2 separate regions of the Sus scrofa genome follow, and region 1 is linked to region 2. The links are chromatin contacts, called in public Hi-C maps. All regions are on one chromosome and are shown on one strand. The core of a region is the stretch at or near the end of the contact, and the rest is flanking DNA. Distances in the headings are between cores, read along the strand shown. Region 1 overlaps RASSF5 (ras association domain-containing protein 5). Region 2 overlaps RASSF5 (ras association domain-containing protein 5).

Region 1 (7,719 bases), core at 2,952-5,451, 33 kb after region 2:
ACAACGGGAACTCTGCCTGTCATTGATTAGAATGCAGAATTAATTCGCCAGTGTTTGGGGTGTTTTCTTAAAGTATTATTCAATCTAGGGTAAATCTTCTCTGAGACAGACCTGGGGCCACAAGAGGATGGTTCTCTTTATTTGGTGCAATGGGTACTTTAACTGAAAAGTCTGAAGATCACTGTTTCAGGGGGCATCTCTGCTCTGGCCCTTAGCACCCAGCCTCTCCACTTGGCTGTACCCCAGGAACCCTGAGAGTTAAGGGAAGACACAGCCCTTTCCATGGCTTAGGACCTAGGAACACAATTCTGCTTTTCACCAGTGCCCTAGATGCGCTGGGTGCATTGGGAACAGCTCAACCATCTGCCACCCATGCCAGGGGCTGAATCAGAGCAGATGCAGCCCATGCCAGATGCATGGAGATGTGTCAGCCTCCTAGGAGAGATACCTCAAGGCCAATGTCTGTATCTTTACAATCATAACATAGTGGGTTCTCCATTCTGTCTCCATATTGGGCCACCCCAGAAGACAAATCTCCCCACTTTCTTTTTTTTTTTTTTTTTTTTTTTGTCTTTCTAGGTCCGCATCCGCGGCATGTGGAGGTTCCCAGGCAAGAGGTCTAATCGGAGATGTAGCCACCAGCCTGCGCCAGAGCCACAGCAACACGGGATTCTTAACCCACTGAGCGAGGCCAGGGATCAAACCTGCAACCTCATGGTTCCTAGTTGGATTTGTTAACCACTGAGCCACTACGGGAACTCCTCTTCCCGCTTTCTAGCTCTGTACCTATAGATTGAGGACTTGGAGGACTTGAAAATCTGGCAGGGGAATACAAATCAGAGTCTTTGACTTATCCTCTGAAGATTACCATATTAGTGATCTGTTCACACCCTGGGTACTGCTTTCTCAGTAAAACTTTGGGGCAGGAGTTCCCATTGTGGCTCAGCAGAAACGAATTTGACTGGTATCCATGAGGACGCAGGTTCGATCCCTGGCCTCACTCAGTGGGTTAAGGATCTGGATGCCATGAGCTGTGGCATAGGTCGCAGACTCAGCTTGAATCCCAAGTTGCTGTGGCTGTGGCTGTGGCCGGCAGCTACAGCTCCAATTCGACCCCTACGCCTGGAAACTTCCATATGCCGCAGGTATAGCCCCCCCCAAAAAAAAGAAAAAAAAAACTTGGGGGCAATAGATATCTGTGGGTGCCAAAGGGTTAACTCTGCAGCCGGATGGGGAACCCTCAGGTCTGAAACTGCTGGGCGGGATCTATAGCAGTTCTTCTCAAATGTTACTGCACATTACAATGATCTAGGAGATTTTTTAAATCCCTGTGCCCAGGCTGCACCCCAGACTAATTAAATCAGACTCTCCATGATGGAGCCCGGGCATTGCATTGCTGAAGATCCCCCGATAAGTCCATGTGCAGCCAAGCTTAAGAACCACTGGCCTAGATTTTCTACCATCTCTTGGACGGGAAAGGCTTAGCAGGCTGCCATGGCTGTGGTTGGCTGGCTGGCCTGCTTTGGAACGTGATTCATTCCGTTCACAGGTCAGATCTCGTCTGCCAGATCTGGTGTGGGCAGCAGCCCGGGTGCTGCCATCCCAGGGTGAGAGATGCACTGTGGTGGCCAGAAGGGGCTCCTGGCACTGCCCTATGAGGCAGAGGTTGGGGTGGTTATCTGCTATGTCAGTCCTGCAAAGGGTGCCCACCCATGCTTGCGTCACTTCCCCAGGTTTGTGGTGGGAAGCGGGAGCAGATGGGTTATCTGCTGAGGAAAGGAGAACAGGAAGAAAAAAAACCTTAGGTGAAAGCAACTCTAACTCTTGCTGTTTTCAAAACCAGGCTGGGATCCTGGCCTTTGAGAGCCATGACACAGCTGCCTCTTATAGGGAAATGGCTGTAGCTCACTTGGAAACTATGAAAGATCTTCTAGGAGCTTCTAGAATGTTTTCTCCATCATTTAACTCTTTTTTTTTTTTTTTTTTTTTTGTCTTTTTGTCTTTTTAGGGCCGCACCCGCGGCATATGGAGGTTCCCAGGCTAGGGGACCAATCAGAGGAGCTACAGCTGCCAACCTAAGCCACAGCCACAGCCACGCCAGATCCGAGCCATGTCTGTGACCTACACCACAGCTCACGGCAATGCTGGATCCTTAACCCACTGAGCAAGGCCAGGGATCGAACCCTCATCCTCATGGATACTAGTCAGGTTCGATAACCACTGAGCCAAGATGGGAACTCCTTTCTTTTTTATAGATGAGCATGAGAAAGCTATCAACTCCTAAGGAGCAACAACCTGCATGCTTCAGAGAGGGACAGAATGGAGTGGTTGTAATAGTAACTGGACTCTGATCCTTCTGACTCGAAGCTCCCAGAGGGCAGCAGGCATGTCTGGTCCCATAGAGGTGTACCCAGCCGGGTGGGGGCTGGGGAAGGGTCTCCAGGACTACGGGAGGCTGGGAGGGAGGACGAGGAATGAGAAGTCCATTGTGAGGGTCTCTGGATTAGTAAACCAACAGCAAATGAAGACAGTCTGGGCAGCTCACGCCACTTGCTGCTCATCTCGAGGGGACGGGAGTACTCCCGGTGGCTGGTCCCCATGGAATCAGGATCCTATTCCAGAGACTTGAGTGGCCATGTAGGACAAGGGCAGGCCCTGCATCTTGGTGGCTGTCTCCCCCCTCGGGAGGTTAGAGGTCCCTCCTTGACGTTTTCGTAGATGACACCGTGGCCCCAGGTCCTGAGGCCTCTGGGGACCCACCGATCAGATATGCCTTGGATGAACATTTCACAGGTCTCGTAATTTCTAGGCCTTGGTGTGATGGCTGCCCATCCCAGTCCCATGGCCTATAATTTCTTTTTTTTTTTTTTCTTTTTTTTGTCTTTTGTCTTTTTGTCGTTGTTGTTGTTGTTGTTGCTATTTCTTGGGCCGCTCCTGTGGCATATGGAGGTTCCCAGGCTAGGGGTTGAATCGGAGCTGTAGCCACCGGCCTACGCCAGAGCCACAGCAACGCAGGATCCGAGCCACGTCTGCAACCTACACCACAGCTCACGGCAACGCCATGGCCTATAATTTCAGTGACCACTCTGGGAGTGGCAGGAGCGGCTGTCCTAGGGTGGCCACATGGTAAATTGAGAAGAGTGTGTTCTCCAGGCTTCCATGGACTCGGTTCCAGACCAAGCATCATGCACATGCTCACTAGCGGTGGGACCACATGCATGTTTCTTTTTTTTCTTTTTAGGGCCGCACCCACGGCATATGGATGTTCCCAGGCTAGGGTGGAATTGGAGCTGTAGCCGCTGGCCTACGCCCACAGCCACAGAAATGCAAGATCTGAGTCGCGTCTTCGACCTACACCACAGCTCACAGCAATGCTGGATCCTTAACACACTGAGGCCAGGCTTTGAACCTGCATCCTCATGGATGCTAGTCAGATTCATTAACCGCTGAGCCACGACGGGAACTCCCACATGCATGTTTTTAACCTCTCTGAGCCTCTGTCTTGTAGTCTGTAAAGTAGGAATAATAGGAGTTCCCTGGTGGCTTAGCTGGTTAAGGGTCCAGCATTGTCACTGCTGTGGGGGGTCATTGCTGTACGATCCCTGGCCTGGGAACATCTGCATGACTTGGTGTGCCCCCCCCAAAAAAAAACAAAAGAGGGGATCCTGTTGTGGCTCAGTAGAAATGAATCCAAGTAGCATTCATGAGGACACAGGTTCGATCCTTGGCCTCGCTCCTTGGGTTAAGGGTCTGGCATTGCTGTGGCCAAAGACATGGCTCAGATCCTGTGTTGCTGTAGCCGTGGTATAGGCTGGCGGCTACAACTCTGATTCAACCCCTAGCCTGGGAACCTCCATATGCTGCAGGTGTGGCCCTAAAAATAGGAAAAAAAAAAGAGGAATAACATACATGGTGTCTAAGAGAAGGTCTGTGAATGCATAGGGCTGCTCCGATCAGGATCCTCGAGGAGGAGCACAGAGCCCAGCTGACAGGCCAGCGGAAGATGCTGTGATGGAAAAAGGATGCCTGGTTTCCGGGCTGAGGAGTGGGGTAGGGAGGAGGCCACAGCAGCTCCCCTCAGCAGCCACAGAGCTTGACGTCTCATCGGCTCTGTGAGATGGGAAAGGGGGAGGAGGAAGTGAAGGCAGACTGCTGAGTGTGCCATGTCGCCCACAGGCGGGCTGGAGGGACGGAAGCCGGGTGGTGGTGTAATGACAGCATGGCTGTGAAATTCCCCAACCAAACCAGGCACCCATAGGACGGTGTTAGGTGGTGTCAGGGAAGCAGCTCAGGGGAAGCGATCGCCCCGCCCCAGGGTGGGGGCGCAGCTGTGAGAAGTAAATCGTGATGTCATGGGAAGAACACAGCAGAACGGACTGGAGTCGCTTTCCGTTCTGCACAGATGGACTGGGGGACTCTAAGCACGTTCCTACACTCCTGTTAGTCCCGGTTGTCTCACCCGTGACGTGTGGGTAATAAACTCTATCTCGCCGTTTGGGTTCTGAGGATGAAATGAGATAGTGCGTGCCAAACTCACGGCATGGGTGCTAAGTAAACAGCTGTCCCTGTGCCGCAGCAGAGGTTTGTCCCCTCGATTAGCTGAGCAGGCTGCAGCCCCCTGCCCCCACCAGTTCCCACACCCATTTGATAAATATCTATATGTATGTGTATATGTGTCTATATGTTATTATGTGCAAAGCGCTGTGGCCAGTGACGTGAGGTCTGAACGGAGGTCCATGTGCCCTTGGTCCTCTCGATCTGGGAGAATTGCTGTCAGTCCCCTCAGCAGATGCTGGGACCACATGTACATGTCTGTCTCTCCAGCTCTATCGTTACTTCTTGAGGATATGGACCATAGCTTGCATTTCTTTGCATCTCCCATAACATCTTTTTTTTTTTTTTTTTTTTTTTTTGTCTTTTTGCCTTTTCTAGGGCCACTCTGAGGCACATGGAGATTCCCAGGCTAGGGTTCCAATCAGAGCTGTAGCTGCCGGCCTATGCCAGAGCCACAGCAACGCGGGATCCGAGCCGCGTCTGCGACCTACACCACAGTTCACGGCAATGCCAGATCCTTAACCCTCTGAGCAAGGCCAGGGATCGAACCCGAAACCTCATGGTTCCTAGTTAGATTCGTTAACCACTGCGCCACGACGGGAACTCCTCCCATAGCATCTTTCCATAGCCACCCTCCTTAAGCAAAACAGCTCTCCTCATTCGCCAGATTCATACCCAGTACCTGTGTGCCAGGCCCTTTCACATGCATCCTGCAACAAGCCTGGGGGTAGGTCTTACCCCCATTACACAGGTGAGGAGACTGAGGCTGAGAGCGATTTAAGTGACTCCTCCAGCATGGCTGGCTAGGCAGTCGCACAGCGGGATTTGACCTTCGATTGTTCGCAGCCTGAGTCCATTCCTTTCACTGCATGGGGCCAGTGCTCGCCTCTTCGTGGTCAGAGAGGCCTTTGGGAGGACGAGGTCCATTCTCTTTCTCATCCTGAGAACCACTGCACATCCACCCTCACATCTGTGTCTGTTGCAGAATGTCTGCAAACCCGTGGAGGAGCCGAGGTGCCCGCCCACGCTGCAGGAGATCAAGCAGAAGATTGACAGCTACAACACCCGGGAGAAGAATTGCCTGGGCATGAAGCTGGTGAGCAGGCCTGCCCCCTCCCCACCTCCCCACTGCCATCCCCCTCTCTCCACCCTCTCCTCCCCTGCCCTCCCCCTGGGTTCTGAGGCCACCCCTGGAGCTCCCTCCCCTTTCTTCGGGCCTCTGGAGGCTTCTGGGTTGTAGGATTGGTGCCAGGCTGGGAGCCTGGGCTCTCAGAGGCTTCTGCATGCTTTAGGGAAATAGAATGGGCTTTATTTTTTTTTTCTTTTTTCCCCTAATTTTATTGAGGTATAATTGACATCCAGCACTGTATACAGCTTTAAGGTGTACAGCAAAATGTTTTGACGTACATAACATCAGGAAATGGTTATCACAATATGTTTGGTGAGCATCTATTTGGATACCAAAGAAAAGAAAAAGTCACCACACATAAAGATTTCATTATTATTGACTGTAGTCCCTGAACTGTACATTTCTTCCTTGACTTTCTGTAGTTTGATAGCTCATTTCTTTTTTTTTATGAGAGTACAGTTGATTTACAGTGTCGTGTCAATTTCTGCTGTACAGCAAAGTAACCCAGTCATACATATATATGTGTGTGTGTATATATTCTTTTTCTCATACCATCTTCCATCATATTCTACCCCAAGAGACTGGAGTAGTTCCTGTGCTGTGCAATAGTAGAGTGGGTTTTAGAATACGATCCAGAGAGTTCCCGTCAGGGCTCAGTGGTTAATGAATCTGACTAGGAACCATGAGGTGGCGGGTTCGATCCCTGGCCTTGCTCAGTGGGTTAAGGATCTGGTGTTGTGGTGTAAGTTGCAGACGCGGCTCGGACCTGGTGTTGCTGTGGCTCTGGCACAGACTGGTGGCTACAGTATGCCGCGGAAGTCGCCCAAGAGATGGCAAAAAGAACAAAAAGAAAAAAAAAAAAAAAGAATAAGATCCAGATCCAGTCTCTGGCTTTTCCTGGTTTAACCTGTGGCTTTGGGAAACTTTTGTAACCTCTTGAGCCTCACTGTAAGATAGAGATATCAATTCTCATTTGTCGAAGCACTTGTGGCAATTACATGATATACAAGTGACTCAGGGCCCTGGGCAAGGGGAGCTCACAGCTCCTCCTCACTCCCCTCTTCTTACAGCCTGTGATTACACACTTACAGCCTGTGTCTGGAGAAGCCTCCTTGGACCGTACAGAGCCCAGAGAGGGGAGGGCACCAACTTTGTGCCAGGTTCAGGAAGGCCATCTTCAGTAGGGAGAGGAGAACCCTGCCCCCTGCTGGTGGCTGGAAGCAACTGGCTTCTTGGGGCTTCAGCCGGATGGAGCACCAGAAAATCTAGTTGCAGGTTGACATCTTGCAGACTTTGGAAAGGGATGCAGGAGGAGATCCAATATGCTGGTTCTCCGAGGATCTTATTACACAGCCTTCTTGCTCCTTCCTGGTTTGGAGGGGCGAACCAGAGAGGCCTCTCCAGACACACCACTCTGTGCATGGGACTCACCTAGGACAATAGGGCATTTGGCAAGCAGCCCCAGCCTCTCAGGAGGGGAAGCCACAGCAGCCCCATGTGTAGCTGGAGCCTGAGGGCCTTTTCCTGGTCCCATGGGGAGGAACAGGGTCTCCTTCCTCCAGCACCTCCAGGTCAACAGGGGCAGGGAGGAATTCAGGGAGACAGGTGAGGGGCTGGGTGGTGGTGACACCACGCCCCCTGGACCTGAGGCCATGGGCCAGAGTGGCAGATAGGAATCAAGTAAGACAGACCCGCCCTGACCCCACATGACCTCCCCCCACTGGCAGAGTGAAGACGGCACCTACACGGGTTTCATCAAAGTGCATCTGAAACTCCGGCGGCCAGTGACGGTACCTGCTGGGATAAGGCCCCAGTCCATCTATGACGCCATCAAAGAAGTGAACCTGGCGGCCACCACGGACAAGCGGACCTCCTTCTACCTGCCACTCGATGCCATCAAGCAGCTACACATCAGCAGCACCACCACGGTCAGTGAGGTCATCCAGGGGCTGCTCAAGAAGTTCATGGTCGTGGATAATCCCCAGAAGTTTGCACTTTTTAAGCGGATACACAAGGATGGGCAAGGTATGAGAGAG
Region 2 (6,835 bases), core at 1,093-3,592:
CCTGGATATAAAACCAGGACACTATGACTTCGTGGTTTGGCGGGCACTTTGCTGCAAGGCTTACGATTATCCCCTTTTGTGGCCTGAGTTCTTGCTCTGCTCTAGATAAAAAGGCCAGGCAAGACCCTGTCCCCATTCACCAAAGGACAGACGCTTTCCAGGGTGGATCAGCGTGGCCTGCTGGTGTTTCAGCCCCACAGGTCAGGTGGCTGCTGCCTCTCTGCCTGGGGCCCCCATGGCCACCCCCAGCCCACCCCTGTCATTCTGTAGCAGGGCCCCCGCTGGAATCACCTCTCTCAAACCCTGCAACCGCCGAGCAGTGACTCAGCTGGCGTGGAGAGCCGAGTTTCCTGGCTTCAGGCCCTGTGCTCCCTCCTGCAGCCACGCCACTGTCTCCCTACCAGGGGCTCTGCCTTTCCAGAACCCTTCAGAGGAGGAATTTCCCCCGCCTGTCCAGCCTCAGCCCTCAGCCCTCAGCCCAACTCCGCTTGCTGAACCCAGAACGACCACACGGGGGAGCCAGGGAGCCAGAAGGGGAGAGCCTGGGAAACTGGGTCTACGCCTGCAGAGAGGCTGGGCTCCTTAGCTATTCTTGACAGATACCTGAACACCTCTCCAGGGATTCTGGTCCTGTCTCCTCTGAAATGCTCGAAAAATGTTTATCACACTGAATTGTGACTGATACCAACAGTAGCAAGTATTTGTTGAGGCCTACCATGTGTTCTACTTGTTTTATCAATTATTGAGAGAGGGGTGTTGAAATCTCCAACTATAGTTGTGGGTTTACCAATTTGTCCAAGTTCTAGCTTTTATTATGTGATGCATAAACCTTTCAAATGATTATGTCCTCTTGATTCCTTGACCCTTTATCATTACGAAATAACCTTTTTTTAACCCTGGAAATATTATTTGTACTGAAATTTACTTTCAGTATATTTCTGATGTTAATACAGCCACTCTAGCTTTCTTGTGATTACCATTAGCATGATACTTCTTTATCCTTTTACTTGTAGGCTATTTGTGCCTTTATATTTAAAGGTCATTTCTTTTTTCTTTTTTTTTTCTTTTTTTTCTTTTTTTTGTCTTTTTGCCATTTCTTGGACCACTTCCTGCGGCATATGGAGGTTCCCAGGCTAAGGGTCGAATTGGAGGTGTAGCCGCCGGCCTACGCCAGAGCCACAGCAACACAGGATCTGAGCCGCGTCTGTGACCTACACCACAGCTCACGGCAATGCCGGATCCTTAACCCACTGAGCCAGGCCAGGGATCGAATGTGCAATCTCATGGTTCCTAGTCGGATTGGTTAACAACTGAGCCACGACGGGAACTCCGAAAGGCCATTTCTTATAGAGACCAGATAGTTGGAGCTTGTTTTTCTTAATCCAGTTGGATCATCTCTGCCCTTTAACTGGGTTTTTTAGCTCATTTGCATTGAATGTGATTACTGATATAATTTGATTTTAAGTCTGTCTCCTATTTGTGTTCTATTTGTCCCATCTGTTCTTTCATTTTTCTCTTCTTCCTTCTTTTGGATTAATTGAAACCATTTTCTGTCATTTGTTGCCAGCCCATCCTCAGATACCAAAGGAGGAGCCAGGCCCCAGCAGCCCTGCTCCGCTCTGGCTCTGAGACCGTAGCTCCACTTTCCACAGATTTGCCTCCATGCTCTAGAAGCCAGAAGTGCTGGCCAAAGCTGTCTAATCGACTCCACTAAACAGCTGCCTCTATCAGGAGCCGCCCTAAGGCCTGTCTGACCAGCTCGGGCCAAGCCAGGAGAGCTCGGTTCTGATCAGAGTTCAGGCTTCCCAACCAGAAGGCACTTGATATCCTGCCTCCAAGGAGGGTCAGGGCTCTAGGGTTTATTCTCTGGAAAGCCTTAAGCAGTGGAGACATTTCTCAGTGCTCTTTACAGCCCCACCCATTCCTTCTATCCTGGAATCAGTGGGTGCCTGAGATGACCTTTAGCTGAGCCAGGTTGTCCTGAGGCTCCGAGGTGGCAACAAGACCCCCTTTCTCCGTGTAATAGTACAAGAGTTGGTCACCTCTCATGCCTGTGACCACAGTATCCTGGCTGCTGGAAGATTGGAGAGGGCCATGTGAGTGATGGGATTATTGATCAGAGCCATCATTTATGATTCTCTAGTTTCCTTAAAGGAAGGCAATTGGAAGGCAGATGCCCTGTGCCTGACTCAGACCCAGAGTGAGCTCTTCAGGGCTGATTTCGCCGCCTTCAGTGTTTCTAAGTGTCCGGGCCCCATGGAAGCACTTAGCCTGGCAGTCGAGCAGGAGGAGCATGCAGTGGGCTAGGAGCCTCAAGAAAGTGAATCTCCTGTGAGTCATCCTAAATAGTGTGCAGCCATGTACCTCTTACACAGGAAGTCCCCTGGGGAGAAACAGAGCTCTGTGCTGTGCGCAGTGGTTTAATGCTGTCAGAGGCACCCTCCTAAGGATGGAGGGTGACATTCTGAAGATTCGCCCCCAGAGAGGACCTTTGGGGAATTTTTTTTTTTTTAAATCTTTTTAGGGCCACACCCATGGCATATGGAGTTTCCCAGGCTAGGGTTCGAATTGGAGCTGTAGCCACCAGCCTACACCACAATCACAGCAATGCAGGTTCTGAGCCGCATCTGTGACTTACACCACAGCTCATGGCAATGCCAGATCCTTAACCCCCTGAGCAAGGCCAGGAATCGAACCTGCGACTTCATGGATGCTAGTCAAATTTGTTTCCACTGAGCCACGAAGGGAACTCCTAGAGAGGACCTTTGGGAAAGGCTACTTCTGAGAGGCAGCGGGAAGGTGGGGGCCGAGTGGTCATGGCTGCTGAACCTTGTGAGTCAGGAGGTGGGGAGGATGCAGGAGGATTTTGACAAGCCCAGGAGACAGCGAGAACAAGCCCGAGAGAGGGCAGGGCGGCAGCTGTGAAAGTGAATCCAGTGTGTGTGGCTGTGAGGAGGGATCCCTGATTGTGGCTGGAGATGGGCCTGACCTGTTGGCTGGGCATGTGCAGTGAAGGGCTTTGAAGGACTCGCTCCGGCGTTCGGGGTATGGCTGTAGGTATCGTTGGGGAGTCACCGGTGGAAGGACAGCTGTGATGGCAAATTTCAGACCCAGAGGTTGAAATGTACCTGCTCCGTGACCTTGGGTAAATGCCCCATCCCGAGTCTCAGTTTACTCATCTGTAAAATGCGTTCCTGCTGGCCTGTGAAGATTAAGTGTGTAAGGAAGTGCGTGTGAGAACTCAGTAACGCTAATGTGACATCTTATTTCATGTCATTCTACGAGACTGGATGTTAAGAGAAGGCCGGGACCATGACTTCTTCAGGCCTGAACGTGAACTCCGGTCTAGTGCCTGCCACATAGGAAGGTGCTCAGTGATTATTTGTTGAATAAGTGAGTAAGCTTGATACAAGGTCTTGATACTCAGTCCTTCTTCAATAATTATTAGTTGGAATTCGAATGGAAAGGTTTTATGGCAGAACAACCCTGATCAGATCTTGGTCTGGAAGGGTAACTTTGGCAACAAAGGCATGGGCAGTTTGGAGGAGGCAGAGATGGGAACAGCGGAAACTACTGGAAGGCTTTGCGGTCATTTATGCCAATGGCATTCATTAAGATAGGAAATTCTTTTTCTTTTTCTTTTTTTCTTTTTTTTTTTTTTTGCATCGTTTTAGGGCCACACCCATGGCATATGGAGGTTCCCAGGCTAGGAGTCCAACTGAAGCTGAAGCTACTCGCCTATACCACAACCACAGCAATGCCAGGTCCAACCCGCGTCTGCGACCTACACCACAGCTCACAGCAACGCCAGATCCTTAACCCACTGAGCGAGGCCAGGGATCGACCCTCCGTCCTCATGGATCCTAGTCAGATTTGTTTCCGCTGCGCCACAATGGGAATTCCTCCAAGATAGGAAATTAAAGGAGGGGGAGCAGGTGGTGGGCAAGGCCAGGAATGGTCAGCTCAGTTTGGACCTGTTGAGAGGGAGGCTGCAGTGGGGAGGGTTGGGTACCCAGCAGGTACAGGTGTCCATCTGGGGCCACCTGGGGTGAGAGAGAATGATGAGACACGAGTCTGTCAAGTGTGGTTGGTACCACTGGCAGAGTGAGACCCAGTTCCCAGGTAGAGCACGGGCACGTGGCGTGGGGGTGGGTATGTGGCTGAACCTTGGAAAACCTCAGTGAGCCAAAGGGAAGAGAGGGGTGTAGGCAGACTGAGAAACCAGTTCCTGACTTGTTTGTGACGGATTGCGATTTTAGGCAGCATGGCTGAGATGGGACATGTACTCCATACTCTGTATGTAGAATGGTCAAGGGCTAGGGTTCTGGAGTCAGACCAGCTGGGCTGCTGGGCTGATTACAGCTCCACCATGAACTAGCCTGTCTGACTACATGCAAGTTACTTAACCTGCCAAAAGCTCCTTTCCTCTCTGTAAAATAGAGATACTGGGAGTTCCTGTTGTGGCGAAGTGGAAATGAATCTGACGAGCATCCATGAGGATGCAGGTTTGATTCCTGGCCTCACTCAGTGGGTTGGGGATCTGGTGTTGCCGGGAGCTGTGGTGTGGATCTCAGACACGGCTTGGATCCCACGTTGCTTGTGGCTGGGGTGTAGGCTAGCAGCTGTAGCTCCGATTCAAACCCTAGCCTGGGAACTTTCCTATTCCATGCGTGCGGACCTTTAAAAAAAAAAAGCAAAAAAAAAAAAACCAACACAAAACAAAATAGAGATACTAACTGTAGCTTCCTCATCAGCTTCTTGTAGGGATTAAATGAAAGGATGCATATAAAGTTCGTAGGACAGCACCTGAACACACCGGCTAATACTGATTTCAAAATAGGTTTCAAAGGTGGGTTGGCAGCACACTCAGTTTCCAGCCTCTGAATATGTTGGTCAGTCGTGAGACCCCAGACCTGATTTCTGAACCTCTCAATGGGACAGATGAGGAAGGCTGAGGTCCAAAGTTGCTCAAGATCCCACATCAAGCAGCAGTTAGAGTTGGGACAAGAATTCCAGCTCCCAGCTTCCATTTCTGTATCGCAGCTTTTCTGGAACACAGACCCACAGGGTGGCTTTAATAAGGGGAGCTGACCACATGTCGGGATTGCATTTGAGAAAGGAAGAAAGCTTAAAATGATACCTTTTATCATCCGACGCTCTGGGCCAGGGAAGTCGCCCAGCCACCATTCAGTGGGGCTCGTTGAACTGCCTCCCCCCATGACGGTGTGGCTTTGAGGCTGCAGCTTCTGGTCCAGACTCCTCTTCCTGGGACCAGGGATGGGAACAGCCAGTTCCCATCCTTTGTGTGTTCACTTCAAAAGGCTTAAAAGGCTGTTTCTTGGGTTCTTCCCTGCCACCTGCTTCCCTCCCCCAGCCAGGTTATCCTGACGGTTGATTATTCACAGGGCAACGGTACAGACAAGGTCATAGGTGAGAAGAATCCAGCCTTTCTCCCTTTGGGACTGTGGAGCTATGGTCTGGATATTTCCTTCTGGAGGCTTTGTATCGTATGTATGATCTTGGCAGAGTTCTTCTAGCTCCAGGGTCCTCGCCACCACAGTTTCCGTTTTGCCGGCTTCTTCCTTCCAACCTCAATTCATTGACAGGTGGGATCAGGTAGAGAACAGAGACATATGAGGCTTTGAAAGTATGTAACAAGCTGTGATGGGACATGTTGCTTCCCTCAGTTTCCTCATCTGTAAAATGGGGGTAATACCTGCTCCTAAGCTTGTAGAGCCACCTAAGGGTTACATTAAAATGGCTTTGAATGGGCCTATTCAGGGGTCAGTTTTCACAATATTTGAACTGGCAGGGAGCTGCACCCTAAAAGAACACCATGTCCCTTAGCGCTTTTCCTAAGCAGGTCTGGCATCTAGCAGGCGGCTCACAAGGAGACTCAAGCTGACTCCTGGGGTGCTTTGGCTTGCTGTTCAAAAAACTTGTTATCAGCTGTATTTTAAGAGTGCACATTTTGAATGTGTAGCACTGCAGTTGCTCTGCAGAGGTTACTGTGGGACTCCAAGAACACAGTGTGGCCACAGGGACTCTGGGGACCTTTTTTCCCCCTAAATATTGGATTCCCACTGAGCAATGAGGCTCCTTATATAAAGAAACGTGTGTTCCTTCACTGGTGGGACAAGGTGGGTAGGCTGTTACCATTGGCCCACGGGTCATGCCGAGCCCCCCGCCCTGCAGCATTCGTCATTCTGGCACTGGCCTTGGAGCTGCCGGAGAGGCCAGTACCAGCTTCCTTTGCCTGGACCACTGTCTCTGAGAACCATCCCCTCGCCACCGCCCCCCTGCTGCCACCTCCCACCCCCAACGACCTTTTAAATATTCACTTGAAGAAAAGTCAGACAAAATTAGAACCTACTTTCAACTCCACCAATGTGAGTTCTTCTCTGGAGACCCCCATAGCTCCTCCAGCCCCCACCCCTAGCTGTTTACCAGCTGTTTAGTATTTCCCCGCCAAGGGAGGCAGCTGCCGGTATTGACCGTTCTCCAGAGCTGAAGGCCGTCAGCCGGCTGGGGCCCTGGCTCTCAGCTCTCTCGCGTTCGTGCCTGCCAGGCTTCTGGGAAGAAGATTGCGTGGGATGATGGAGCCAAACTGGGCTGCAGTTTGAAGCCATCCTGAGCGCTGACAGATTTGACTGAGGTGGGGGAGGAAGAGGGTTCCACATGAAAGTAGCCAGAGTTTAAAATGGAGTTGGCAGCTTGCTTGTCTGGGGGCTGAGTCTAACCTGCCACCCAGCTTGTGCCCCAGGACTGGACTTTTTTCCAAACTGCAGGAGGCGCAGACTTGGGGAGAGTCCTGATAATCCCCCTTGGCCACTCT

What was found. Hi-C and Micro-C count contacts between places; a contact is called where the count stands out from the background.
Region 1: a contact with region 2 is called in a Hi-C map of blood, with 7 times the contacts expected there. The contact joins two enhancer-like sites. A contact is called at or near these places in 22 of 47 Hi-C or Micro-C datasets (alveolar macrophages, blood, brain and 11 more) and 2 of 2 datasets of contacts at active chromatin or transcription factors (alveolar macrophages and skeletal muscle).

What each region holds. Positions count from the first base shown.
Region 1 is chr9:67,224,525-67,232,243 of Sscrofa11.1, forward strand. RASSF5 (ras association domain-containing protein 5) reads left to right here. Exons shown (of 6, transcript XM_021063315.1): 3 at 5,540-5,650; 4 at 7,411-7,708. Among named protein-coding and RNA genes, the nearest start is that of EIF2D, 33 kb to the right of the region's middle. Within about 2 kb of position 4,202, at least 16 of the 83 cell types and tissues checked have an H3K27ac peak or open chromatin away from gene starts, as enhancers often do.
Region 2 is chr9:67,193,324-67,200,158 of Sscrofa11.1, forward strand. All of the region lies in intron 2 of RASSF5 (ras association domain-containing protein 5), which reads left to right. Among named protein-coding and RNA genes, the nearest start is that of RASSF5, 40 kb to the left of the region's middle. Within about 2 kb of position 2,343, at least 5 of the 83 cell types and tissues checked have an H3K27ac peak or open chromatin away from gene starts, as enhancers often do.